Regions from separate parts of the Oryctolagus cuniculus genome. Here region 2 is linked to region 1. A link is a contact called in public Hi-C data. All regions are on one chromosome and are shown on one strand. Each heading gives the region's core, a stretch centred on a gene start, on an enhancer-like site or on the middle of the called end of the contact. The rest is flanking DNA. Distances are from core to core; before and after follow the strand shown. Region 1 holds the start of RAI1 (retinoic acid induced 1). Region 2 overlaps RAI1 (retinoic acid induced 1).

Region 1 (6,073 bases), core at 1,285-3,784:
CTTCAAACTCCCAGTCTGATCTATCAGCTGACAGTAAAATCAATCTCGTGGGTCCAACAGCAATTTTTTAAAATTATTTTATTTCTGCAAAAGGCAGAGTGACAGGGCGAGTGAGTGTGAGAAAGAGAGAAAGGGAAGATGTCCCATCTGCAGCTCTTCTTCCCCACAGTTGGTCTGGGCCAGGCTGACTGCAGCCAGGAGCCCCCAACTCCATCCGGGTCCCCCCCACGGCTGGGTCTCCTATGTGGGTGGCAGGGGGACCCCAGCACTTCCGGCATCTCCCGGCTGCCTGCCCCGCGGCACACAAGTGGGAAGCCAGGACCTGCGCAGGATGCAAGCAGGCAGCTCAGCCCCGCTGCACCCCAACGCCAGGGGTGCGGAATTTTCTTTTAAATGAAACAGACCAGAAGAGAGAGTTATCACAGACCAGCAGACAGGGTAGCAGGCTCTTTCTCTAACTTCTCGTTTGGTTTTACATTTAGGGAACACGATGCAAAATCAGCTGCTCCCTACAGGTCCCAGGGACCACTTGGGCACAGGCTGGGAGATCCCGCGGGAGAGAAAGATGGTTGTAAGGCGAGGGGCGAGGGGCGAGGGGCGAGGGGCAGTGGGAGCGAGGGGCGAGGGGCTCTGGGCAGTGGGAGCCTAGATCACCCCCCTCCTGCGGCTGCACCCTTCTCCTGAGACCAAAACGCCCCAGTCCACTTCTCTGTGTCACCCAAAAGGCCGGTTCCCTTTACCCCTGGGGGAGGGGCCCCCCAAATACCCTCCCAACTATGGGGGGGGCGAGGTGTGGCAAACCCAAAGCCTCTTCTCCAGCGTCCAGCTCCGCGTCCAGCAAGAGCCTGGATATGCAGATATGTGGTCAGTGAGGGCGGGGGCGCGTGGCAAGGGGAGACGCAGCGCCCCCCCCCACCGGCCTGGATCTCCCCACCCCCCCAATCCCACCCTAGGCGCTGGCGCCTCCACATCACAGTTCTTCCCCACCCCGCCCCCCTCCCAAAGCAGCAGACCACTAAAAAAAAAAAAAAAAAAAAGATAAAATAAAAAGAAGTAATTCCCGTGCTCTGACGTCAGCAGCCCGGGCCAGGCAGCAAGACACCGGATTGCAACCAGATGTAATGCCCTTGAAGCCTCCACACGGCGCGGCGCGGGGGAGGGGGCGCGCGGGTCCCGCGTGGCGCCCGGGCGGGCGGGCGCGCGGCGGCGGCGGCGGCGCGGGCCCGGGTCCGCCATTCGGGCGCGCGGCCTCCCCTCCCCCAGCCCCCCACGGCGCATTGTTACCTAGCTCGCGGCCCGGGGTTGGGGTGGGGGGCGCGGTGGATCCCCAGGGGGGCGCGCGCCGCTGCGGCCCGCACTCCGACCCCGGCCCGTGGAGCGCACCCTGGACCTGGCGCCCCAGGAAGCCGGGGCCGCGGCGGCCTAGGGCCTGCCTGCTGTTTCGCTTCCCCACCCAACCCCTCCTCCGAGCCCCCCGGCGCGACCCGAGCTCCAAGTGTCACCCCCGCGTCCTGCCCCGCGGCCCCTCGCCCCTGCTGCGCGCGTCCCCTCCTCCAGGGCTTGCGGGAAGGGGCAGGGGGTGGCAGGCGGCGGGGGAGCCCAGCCTGGGGGGGCGCCAGGTTCGCGGGTCCCGGGGGGCTGCCTGTGACGTCACCCGCGCGGGGCCCGCGCGCGCCCCAGGCCCGGCCACCACGGAGCGCCCCGGGGCGCGGGGGCCGCTTCCTGCCCGGCCGTCCGCCGGGGCCTGCGCACAGGCCCCGGGCGCCGCGCGGGCCCCGGGGAGAGGGCTGCGCGCCCAGAGCGCCCCGCTCGCCGCCCCGACTCCCACGCGTGGGCCGCGGCGGCCCCGGTCACGCACGGAGGAGCCGCTCCCCGCCTTCCCCCCGCCCCCGCACACACACACACACACACACACACACACACACCCAACGCGCTCAACAAAGCTCCCCTCGCGCCCCCCGCCCCGGCGACGCGCAAGCGGCCCCCGCGGCCCCCCACGCCGCGCCGCGGTGCACTCGGGGGCCCTGGCCACGCTCGCCCCCGCTCCGCGCGCCCCCCGGCCGCTGACCTCGGCCACCCTCACCGCCACACAAAGCAACGACCCCCACGGACCCCCGTCTCCACCCGGCCCCGAGCGCGCGCACGCCCAGCGCCCGCTGCTCACCTCGGCGCCCGCGCTCACTCGGGGGCCCCGCCGGGCCTGGCGCTGCGACGTCGCGGCCTGCAGGCCCCGGCGGCCATGGGGGTCAGGGCGGAAGGAGGTGGACCGCGGCGCCCCCTCCTCGCGCCGGCGTGCGGGCCGCGGCCAGGGCGGCCTGCTCGGCTGGCCTCTCGCCCTCGCCGCCGCCTCGGCTCCCCAACTCGCCTCTCGCAGCCCCGCCGCGGGCGGGGGGCGGCGCCCTGGCCGCGCAAGCCGGCACGGCCTGCCTGGTGTCCGCGGGTGCCGCGGGGAAATGCGATCCGCTCCGCACAGGAAGAGCGGGCGGGCGCCGCGCGGGGGGAGCAGGAGCGCGAGAGCGCGAGGAAAAGTTCCCGGGCGGGCGGGCGGGCGGGCGGCCTGGCTGCGCTCGCTCGCGGCCCCGGGCGCCGGGTGGGCCGTGCGCGCCCCGACAGCACCCCCTGGCGGCCCGCGCGCCCCACTACGCGGCCCCGGCCGGCGAGGCTCCGCGGGGAGGCGGCCTGAGCGCAGCCCTGGAGCAAGGGGTCTGGGGTCGGATGGGGGCTGGGGGATTCGGGAACTCTGGGGGTGGCGCTTCCAGCCCCAGGCCCCTCCGCCGTCACCCTCGCCCCAGCCCTCTCCTGTACTCGCCTTTGCACAGTTGGAGAAGCGGTTTTGGCGTTCACAGCACCCCCTGCGCTGGACACCACTGTCTTTAGCACCTTGCTGGGTGTAGAGGAGTCAACAGTGACCAGTATGGTCCCCGCTGTCGCGGAGCTGGCTTCCTGGCAGAAGGAGCCGGGGCAAACAGAAACACGGAATTCTAAAGTTAGCAGGTGAAGTGATGGAGACTGGCTACTTAGCAGGAGGTGAGCGAAGAGCAGGAAAGAACTGGCTGGGCTAGAGCTGGGAGCTGGGGGAGGGGGTGGAAGACCAGCAGGTGCAAAGGCCCTGTGGCCGGTGAGAAGCTGGTGATTGGGATGAGGGGCCCTGAGGTGTCAGAGCTTCTGGGTGATTCAGGAAAGTGAGTGCCCCCCCCCCAACCTCAGTACCCTGGTCTCTGACAGCAGGAGTTGGGATGGGCCCAGCCCCAGGCCCTCTCTGATCCTGGCAACCCCTCTTCGTCAGGAAACTGAGGCAGGCAGTGATGGAGTTCCCTGCCCCCGGGGGTCTTCAGAGAAAGGTGACAGCCGGGCCTGGCCGCCAGCGCCCAGGGCAGTGTGGACAGACAGACAGACAGACAGACGCTGGGAGCACGCCGTGAACTGTGGTGCCGCGGGGATCGCTCCTCTGAGTGGCTGTGGGCTTTGCATTCCAGTTTCCCCCTCTGTAGGGTGGAGATGATGGCAGTGCCCACTGTCGATGCGTGGTGCCCGGGGGCACTCAGCAGGATGGGGTCGTGGCTCAGCAAGGTTAAGCCGCCACCCGCACCGCTGCCATCCCCCATGAGTCCCGGCTGCTCCACTTCCGATCCAGCTCCCTGCTTAATGTGCCTGGGCAGGCAGCAGCGGAAGATGGCCCAAGTGCTCGGGCCCCTGCCACGCATGTGGGAGACCCGGATGGAGCTCCAGGCTCCTGGCTTTGGCCTGGCCCAGCTGTTGTAGCCAACAGCTTGGGGAGGGAACCAGCAGATGGAAGATTCTTTCTGTCTGTCTCTCTTTCTGTAACTCTGCCTTTCAAATCAATCAATCAATCAATCTTTATCAAATAAAATGCTAGATGTCTCTGTAGTCCCCTCCGGGCCTCACCTCCCACCCTCCCCGCCTTGCCTTAACCTGCTCCTAGGGAGACCCTACAGGGAAGCCCAGACTCGGGAAACTCAGCGGGACACAGAGGAGGGACCCTGGGGGCCTTCTGCTTCCCTTACATGGGGGTCTCAGGCTAACTCTACCCAGAGAAGGCGTCTGGCTTTGGACTTTGGTGTGAGTTGTGTGTGTGTGTGTGAGTTTTCTTTTTAACTTGCTAGAATTTACCAGGTTTGGGGACACTGGGCCATATGCTTGGGGCTTAGAGGCACAGATGGAGTTTTTTGTTTTTGCGGGGGGAGGGGCGGGGAGGGTCACAGCTCCGGCCCCATTTGGAGAAGCGCATTGGGAATTTAGGGAGGGCTTGGAGCAGGGGCAGGGGTCCCGGAGTGGGAGCTGGAGGGAGCAGACAGAGCAGGTGGTCCAGGGGCAGAGGGGGTGTAAATGCCAACAACGTGCGCCACCCGCATCCCAGGTCCAAGTGCGTGCTTCGTGCCCCTGCTCTGCTCTCCACACCCTGGGAGGCAGCAGGGAAAGGCCCAAGTGCCTGGGCCCCTGCAACCCACGTGGGAGACCCCGATGGAGCTCCAGGCTCTGGCTTTGGCCTGGCCCAGCCTTGGCTGTTGCTGTGGGCATTTGGGGGAGTGACCCAGAGGATGGGAGCCGTGTGTCTGTCTGTCTGTCCCTGAGTTTAGTGGCTTTTCATGATATAGCTTAATTCTTGACAGCTCTGCGGGCCCAAAGGCCAAACTGGGTGTCGCTGGGGTGAGGGCTGGCTGCAGCAGGGGCTTCTGGTACTTTCCTGCTTCTGTGGCCAACCCCATGTCTTGATTGTGACCCCTTGGTGACCTCCAGAAGCTAGAGAGACAAGACCACAGATCTGGGGTCTGGGGGCCGACGTTGTATGTTGTAGCAGGTTAAGCATCCCATATGGGCGCCGGTCCTAGTCCCGGCTGCTCCACTTCCGATCCAGCTCTCTACTGTGGCCTGGGAAAGCAGTGAGAGATGGCCCAAGTACTTGGGCCCCTGCACACACATGGGAGACCCAGAAGAGGCTCCTGGCTCCTGGCTTTGGATCGGCCCAGCTCTAGCCTTTGCAGCCAATTGGAGAGTGAACCAGCAGATGGAAGACCTTTCTCTGTGTCTCTACCTCTCTCTGTCTATAACTCTACCTCACAAGTACATAAATAGAATATTTTAAAAAACAAACCTCATTTCACAGATGAGAAAACCTATGCAAAATGCCCTGGCCCACAGGTCTTGGGGGATGGGGGTGGGGTTCATGCCCTGGAAATCAGGGGATACTTCCTGGAGGAGGCGGTCTCAAGAGTGATTTGTTGTTGCTGTCTTCCCTGCTTGCTTTAGCTTGTGGGAGGCTCCTGGGCTTAGGAGTGTCCTGTTTAGGGCAGGGCAGGTGGCCTTGGTCCTGTAAATGATGCTGGCGAGAGTGCGTGCGTCCACGGGCGGCAGGGGCCGCAGGGATGTGGAGACCATAAGGGATGGATCAGGCCCGCATCGCTGGCAGGCTGGGGTGGGGGTGGGGCGGGGGGCTAAGGAGCGAGCGGGGCGCTGTGCAGCCCAGAGGCCCCATAAAGGCAGTATCAGACTCGCAGTGGGGAGGGTCGGCCCGAGCTCTCGGTTTGTTTTGGTTGGAGAGCAAACAGAGAATCGTGGGGTTGGAAATACCTTCGGAGTCTCTCGAAATCCCTCCCCTACGGCCTGTTTAATCACCTGGCTGAGCCCTCCACCCCGAGGCTTAGCGCTCCCAGAGACCTGCCGCCCCCCAGCCCCCACCCCGCCACCCCAGGGGTCTAACAACCCAATCTGCATCTGTGTGGCCTTGAACTTCCTCCGTGTTTTCTCCGAGGTCAACAGGAGGTTATGTTTCCGGGAGAGAGACCCCAGTGGCAGGAAGGCTGGGAAAGGGGGGGAGGATTGGGGTCAGATAGGACCCTGCTCCCCGCAGGGGGCCCCTGGGCTTAGCACGGGGAGTGTGGAGGGCGCTGCTACCGCCAGGCGTCTGTGCCTGGGGTGTGTGTGTGTGTGTGTGTTGGGGTGAGGGGGTTCCTCTCGCTCAAGAGCGCACACACACCCCAGAGACTCCCCACCGATCTTATAGGCTGGCAGAGGGCGGGCGCCCAGCAGGACTCCCCTTAGCAAACACACAGCT
Region 2 (6,073 bases), core at 1,320-3,819, 44 kb before region 1:
GCGGACCCACCCCGCTGTGCGCTGTCCCCCTCTCCCACCTCTGTACCCGTCCCCAGGTACACCATTTCCTTTCTTTCCTGGAGAATTCTTGGAAAAGACCTGCCAAGAGCCAGTCAGCCATGGGCGCCTGGGTCTCCAAACACATCAAACAGATGAACTTCAAAGGTGTCCGTGCCAAGTCCGATCCCAGGTCTGCTCAGGGCAGCGGGGGTGTGTGGGCCCGGTCGGGACACAGCAGCCCAGTCTCAGCTGTGCTCACGGTGCCCTTAGGGGGCCTGGGGGCCAGCCCTGTAAGTTTATTTACAGGAAAGACAGAGAGACGGCAAGAGGGTATGACAAAGACCGACAGAGAGGGAGGGAGACAGACAGACAGATCTTCTATCTGCTGGTTCACTGCCTGCCCCCCCCCCCCTCCACACACAATGCCTACAACAGCAGGGGCTGAGCCAGAAGCCAGGAGCTCCATCCAGGTTCTCTCCTGTGGGGGTGGCAGGGACCCAAGCACTGCAGCATCTGTGGCTCCCCGGCATATTAACGGGGAGCAGGACTGGAAGCAGAGCAGCCAGGACTCGAGCTGGTACCCTGATACGGGATACAGGTACCCCAAGTGGCAGCTTAACCCACTGCACCATGATGCCCGCCTCCCAGTTGTTTTTAAGAGAAGCAAAATGTAGGATTTTTACATGAAGTCTGAAAGCCTTTTTTTTTTTTTTAAGATTTTTTATTTGTTTATTTGAAAGGCAGTTACAGAGAGGGAGACACACACACACACACACACACATACAGAGATCAAGAGAGACAGAGACAGAGATCTTTTATCTGCTGGCTCACTCTCCAAATGGCTACATCAGCCAGGGCTGGAATAGGCAGAAGCCAGGAGCCAGGAGCTTCATCTGGGTCTCCTACGTGGGTGGCAGGAGTCCAAGCACTTGGGCCATCTTCCACTGCTTTCCCAGGCGCATCAGCAGGGAGCTGGATGGGAAGTGGAGCAGCCAGGACTCGAACTGGTGCCCATATGGGATGCAACTTAACCAATGCACCACAAAGCCAGCCCTGATGCTGTTTGTTTGTTTAAATGCTGTGCCGGCCACACAGTGCCTGTGTGAGGGCTGCAGCAGAGGACCCCAGGCCTGAGTTCACAAGTGCTGTTCTTGCTCCGCCCCTCTGTGGATGACAGGCGGACTGTGCAAGGGAGGCGCAGGCCCTGCTCAGAGCCTGGGAGTGAAGCCCTTTGGGGAAGGGGCCACGGTGACTGCGGGAGCATCGTGTCCCTGGAGAGGAGACTGCTGGCCCACCCCGGCCTCAGGAGGCGCCTGTGGGACAAAGCCGGGAAGAAAGTGGTTTCGGGAAGGCTGCTGGCTTTGACCTTCTCAGCCGATCACACCGTCGAGGCCAGCGGGGAACCCTGGGAGACCAGGTGCAGAGTCACCCAGAGAGAGCCCTCCCTCATCTCGAGACACACAGCACGGCCAAATCAGCTCGAGGCCCCCAGCCCCGGGGAGGTGGCCAACTCCCTCCAGGGTGACCTGTGATCCCAACCCCTGTCCCCCAGACAGAAGACCCCCAAACAAGAGGCAGGCTTGTGAGGAGTCCTGAAGCAGGTCTGGCTTGCCCAGACCCATCCCTGCCTCAGGCCTCCACCATTAGACAGCCTCGCCTCCCTGGCGTCCAGCAGTGCCCGCCCCTGCCCAGAGATCCAGGGAGCCCCCAGCCTGGGTTAGGACCTGCAGCCAGAGTGGCCCGACCTCTCCAAGCCTCAGTTTCTTCATCTGGACAATGGAGCTAGGACCGCCCTCCCCCCTGAGCTGTCTTTTAGAGAATTAGAATCTGCCAGGCAGTAATTTCTGCCCCCAAGGGCCACCTCCTTCCCCAGCGGGGATTTAACGGTCCCCGCCGGCCTAGTCGCTCGGGCTGCAGGGGCCCCAGCGGAGCTGCCGTGGGCTGCAGGGAGGAGCTCTGTAGGGGAAGACGGGAGGCCTCCAGGACAAGGCAGAAGGAGGAAGTTCCTCGCCAGGCCACACCCCACCTGCCAGATCCAGCGAGAAGCCCAGAGGGCACACAGCCCCAGCCAGGACCTGCCTGCACCCAGGCGGCCCAGGCCAGGCCCGTGCAGAACCTCTGCTCCAGCCACACCTGGCCTGGGCCATGCTTCTCTGCCCACTGCCTAGGTCAGCCTGCGGCACACTGTCGTCTCTCGAATTCTCTCTCATCAGGCCCTTACACACACGCATGCACACACCAGGCCCTGACACACACATGCATGCACGCATACACCAGGCCCTTACACACGCGCACACACACCAGGCCCTTACACACACATGCATGCACGCACACACCAGGCCGACACACGCACACACCAGGCCCTGACACACACACATGCATGCATGCACACACCGGGCCCTTACACACACATGCACATGCACACACACCAGGCCCTGACACACACATGCTCCACGCCCTTACACACACACATGCCCCAGGCCCTTATACATACACATACACACATGTGCTCACACACCAGGCCCTGACACACACACACACATACATCAGGCCTTTACAGACACACACACATTCACACCAGGCCCTTACACAGACACATGCTCCAGGCCCTTATACACACACTCTCACACATACACCATACCAGGCCCTGACACACACGTGCACACACACCAGGCTCTTACACACACGTGTACACCAGGCCCTTACACACACACATACACGTATACATCAGGCCTTACAGACACATACTCCAGGCCCTTATACACATACACTCTCATGCATACACACACCAGGCCCTTACACACACACACAAACGCCATCAGGTCCTTACACAGACACATGCTCTTGGCCTTACACACACACACACACACACAGGCCCAGAACAGGCTGCATCCTGCAGCCAACGCGCTCTCCCCCGCAGTCACACACTCCCCGCTTCGAGGCCACGTCCCTTCCTACAGAATGCCCACTGGGGCTCTCCTCGGGCAGGGCCTCCTTGCAGACTCGCGAGGCCGCCGGCACACGTGCGCGGAAGGACTCAGGGAAGCAAATGGAACTCGGCCCGTCAAGTGGGGGCACCGTGGAGGCGGAGGACCAGGTCCTGGCCGGGTGTGGCCTGCTCCCACCCCCGCTGTGGGTGCCCCACTTCCCACACCCTCCCCTCGTGCGCCGCTAACAGGGACTGGGGTAGGTGAGGGAAATGCACCAGGCTGGCACCCTGGCAGCTCTCGGGGCACTGATACACACAGCTGCCCCCGGGCATCACCTGCCCTGGCCTGCCCCTCTCCCAGCTGCTCAGGGGCTCCGGGCTGGGAGCCAGCCCAGAGTCAGGTCTTCCCACAGGCGGCACCAGCGGCCCTTCTCCCACGGCCCCGCGTCAGCAATCCCCATCCAGCTCCCCTTGTCCTGGGCCGTGCCTCCATCCTGGTGACAGTGCCTCATCTGACCCCAGCCACGCAGGGCCCTTCCTGGCCACGGCCAGAGTGGGGCACACCCACTGCGGGAGTCCCAGGTTCGCCATTCTTGCCCCACCTGTGCTGCAGGCCTGCCTGGCGCCATGACTGCCAGCCACTGAGCCAGGATCACTGGGCCCAGGATGCGAACCAGACCCAGGGCTGGACTGGGTACACACGCAAGCCCTGGCTCCCGAGAAGGGTGACGGGCACCCCTGGCTGCACCCCACCCCTGTGCCACCCTGCGGCATTGCACCCCCAAGGAAGCAGGCGGCCCCCACAGCTCACCAGCACTGCCTGCCAGGCCCTGGTTGGCGGCCTCTGCATTATGCAAAGCTGAGGTTAGCTTTTGATCGCTCACTGCTCCAAGGGAGCATGCCTGATTCTAAGGAATGCCTTCAGTGCTCTGACCCTCGCAGGGCAGGGAGGGGGCGCCCAAGGTCCCCGGAGCCACCCTGAGCGGCGGTGCACCTCGCAGGGATGACCGGCGACAAGCAGGGTCTCTCTCTGTCCCGCTCCGGTGCCCGCGCCTTCCTGTGAGATGAGTGGGCACCTGCCTCTCTCCTGGGCCTGACCTTGGGGCTTTTCCCGGTGCAACCTGGCCCTCTGACACACTCTTTGGGCATCCCAGACTTAGTCAAACTCCGCCTAAGAATGCGGGCGTGGATCCAACAAATTTCAGCGGGACCAGGTGAAGCAGGAACATCCCCGTCCCTTCTGGAAATGGAGCCTCACGTTCTGGGCCCCCTACAGCCCAGACTGCCTCCGAGAAAGCACTCAGCACATCACCCGCCCCAGACACCAGCAAACCCAAGGTCCCGGCCACGGGCAACACACAGAGGCCCTGGATGGATGAGACAGGTGCACCGAGGAGCCCCTCTGGGCATCCAGGTCCTACCAGGCACTGGGACAAACTTGACCTGGTTTTCCCAACTTCCCTACAGTCCTGCCAGGAAAGTTAGGATACCCATCGCACAGTAAAGAGAGAGAAGCCGGAAGAAGGCTCCACTCACAGCCTGTGACCGTGCCTCTGGGTGTGGCTGATCCACACAGAGTAGCTCTCTCCTCCCACTCAAGAGAGCCCTGAGGAACGGGGCCCAGAGGTGGGAGAGTGCGTGGGATGGCACAGGACACGGTGGCCAGCCAGCGCCCTGCAGATGCCAAGGTGAGCCAGCTCTCCAAGCACCCACTGCGCTCAAGACCCCCTGGCGACACCTGCTGTTGAGAGCCTGGACTGAGGCCCCTCTGGTTGACTGTTGGAACCCCCACAGTCCCTACAGGGCTGACCAGCGGTGAGTGAAGACAGGCATGGCACAGAGCAGCCAGGCCTGGGCTTTTCCAGAAACGTCTCAGCACAGGCACCCAGGAGTGTGGACACACACCCCGCCACCAACCAGCATGGGAGCAGGGTTGGCAATGGGGGAGGCAGAGGCAGGGGGAAGGAAGACCCCAAGGTGGCCGGGGCTGGCGAGTCACCCAGCTCCCCGCACACACAGGTACCAGGGCACCAGCCCAGCGTGGACCTCAGAAACAAGCAACCTCAGCGTGCAAGGGACCACCTAGACAGCCTTGTCCCTGGAAGCCTTGCGGAGGAAGGGGCTCGTGGTGGGAGTCTGGGGGCAGCTGCAAGTTAAGAAGGGGCCCCAGCGTGTCCTCAAGTCCACCATGCTTCTGTAAAACCCAAACCCCAAACGCGGCAGAATCTTACGTTGACAACAGGCTAGGAGGTACCTGGCCCTGGGGGAGGAGTTCCAGGGGTCGGGCCCAGGACCTCAGAGACCATCCCCGGAGTCCCATCCGACTCGGGCACCCGGCCCCTCCTCACCTCTGCTCCCCCTGCCCGCCCCGTGAGCGGGCCCTGCAGCCGGACCCTGCCCCAGCCCCAGCCCATCCACCCTCTCCTCGGCTGGGAGATGTGAGTAGGAATGGCTCAATCAGGATATAATCGTTTTTAATTAACGTGCGGATCATTTCACAGGCTGATCTCCTTGGAGACCAGAGGGAAGATGGTCTTTTAAGATGTTTCCTTTGCCTCCCCCAGCCCACCCCTCCCCGCCGAAGGCCGTCCCCCCCTCCCCACTCCCCCCACCCCGCCGCAACCTTGAGAACAGCACAAAAGCCTGATGCTCGGATCCCTCCTGGGGCCATTAGCAGGAAGTGTGTGTTCACACAGACACGCACACGCCAAGCTCAGGAGCACACCCCCCCCACCCTCAACACAACACCCTCCCTGATCACAAATGTGATCAGGGACTCACAAATGCACACACACACACACACAGAGGCATGCAGGCACACCCCGTGCCCAAGAGAGAACTCTACAGACGACCACAGACCTACACCTGCGCCCACAGAGGGGCACGCACCTGCCGGGGGTGGGGGGACACAGAAACCCGGACACGCCCGTGAGACCTCACCCAAAGACTGCACAAGGAGCCAGGTTGTCCTTAACCCTGACGGTCTCCATTCTGTCTCTGTGCCTGCAGGGCTCACTCGGGGAGTACCTGGATCCTCCTGCTGCCACCACGCATCTGTGCCAACACCAGCCTCCCACCCCGGGACCCAACGCTGCGACCCCAGACAAGTGAGCTGAGGCGCAGGTGCAGGGGCACAGGCACGGT

Evidence for each region. Hi-C and Micro-C count contacts between places; a contact is called where the count stands out from the background.
Region 2: a Hi-C map of an unstated tissue shows a contact between it and region 1, with 1.6 times the contacts expected there. The contact joins the enhancer-like site here to the promoter of RAI1 in region 1. A contact is called at or near these places in 2 of 6 Hi-C or Micro-C datasets (ear pinna and an unstated tissue).

Annotation. Positions count from the first base shown.
Region 1 is chr17:62,424,648-62,430,720 of mOryCun1.1, reverse strand. It overlaps RAI1 (retinoic acid induced 1), which reads right to left and starts at 2,534. Exons shown (of 5, transcript XM_070061542.1): 1 at 2,165-2,534.
Region 2 is chr17:62,468,262-62,474,334 of mOryCun1.1, reverse strand. The region is part of intron 1 of RAI1 (retinoic acid induced 1); the gene reads right to left. Among named protein-coding and RNA genes, the nearest start is that of RAI1, 43 kb to the right of the region's middle. Within about 2 kb of position 2,569, at least 1 of the 8 cell types and tissues checked has an H3K27ac peak or open chromatin away from gene starts, as enhancers often do.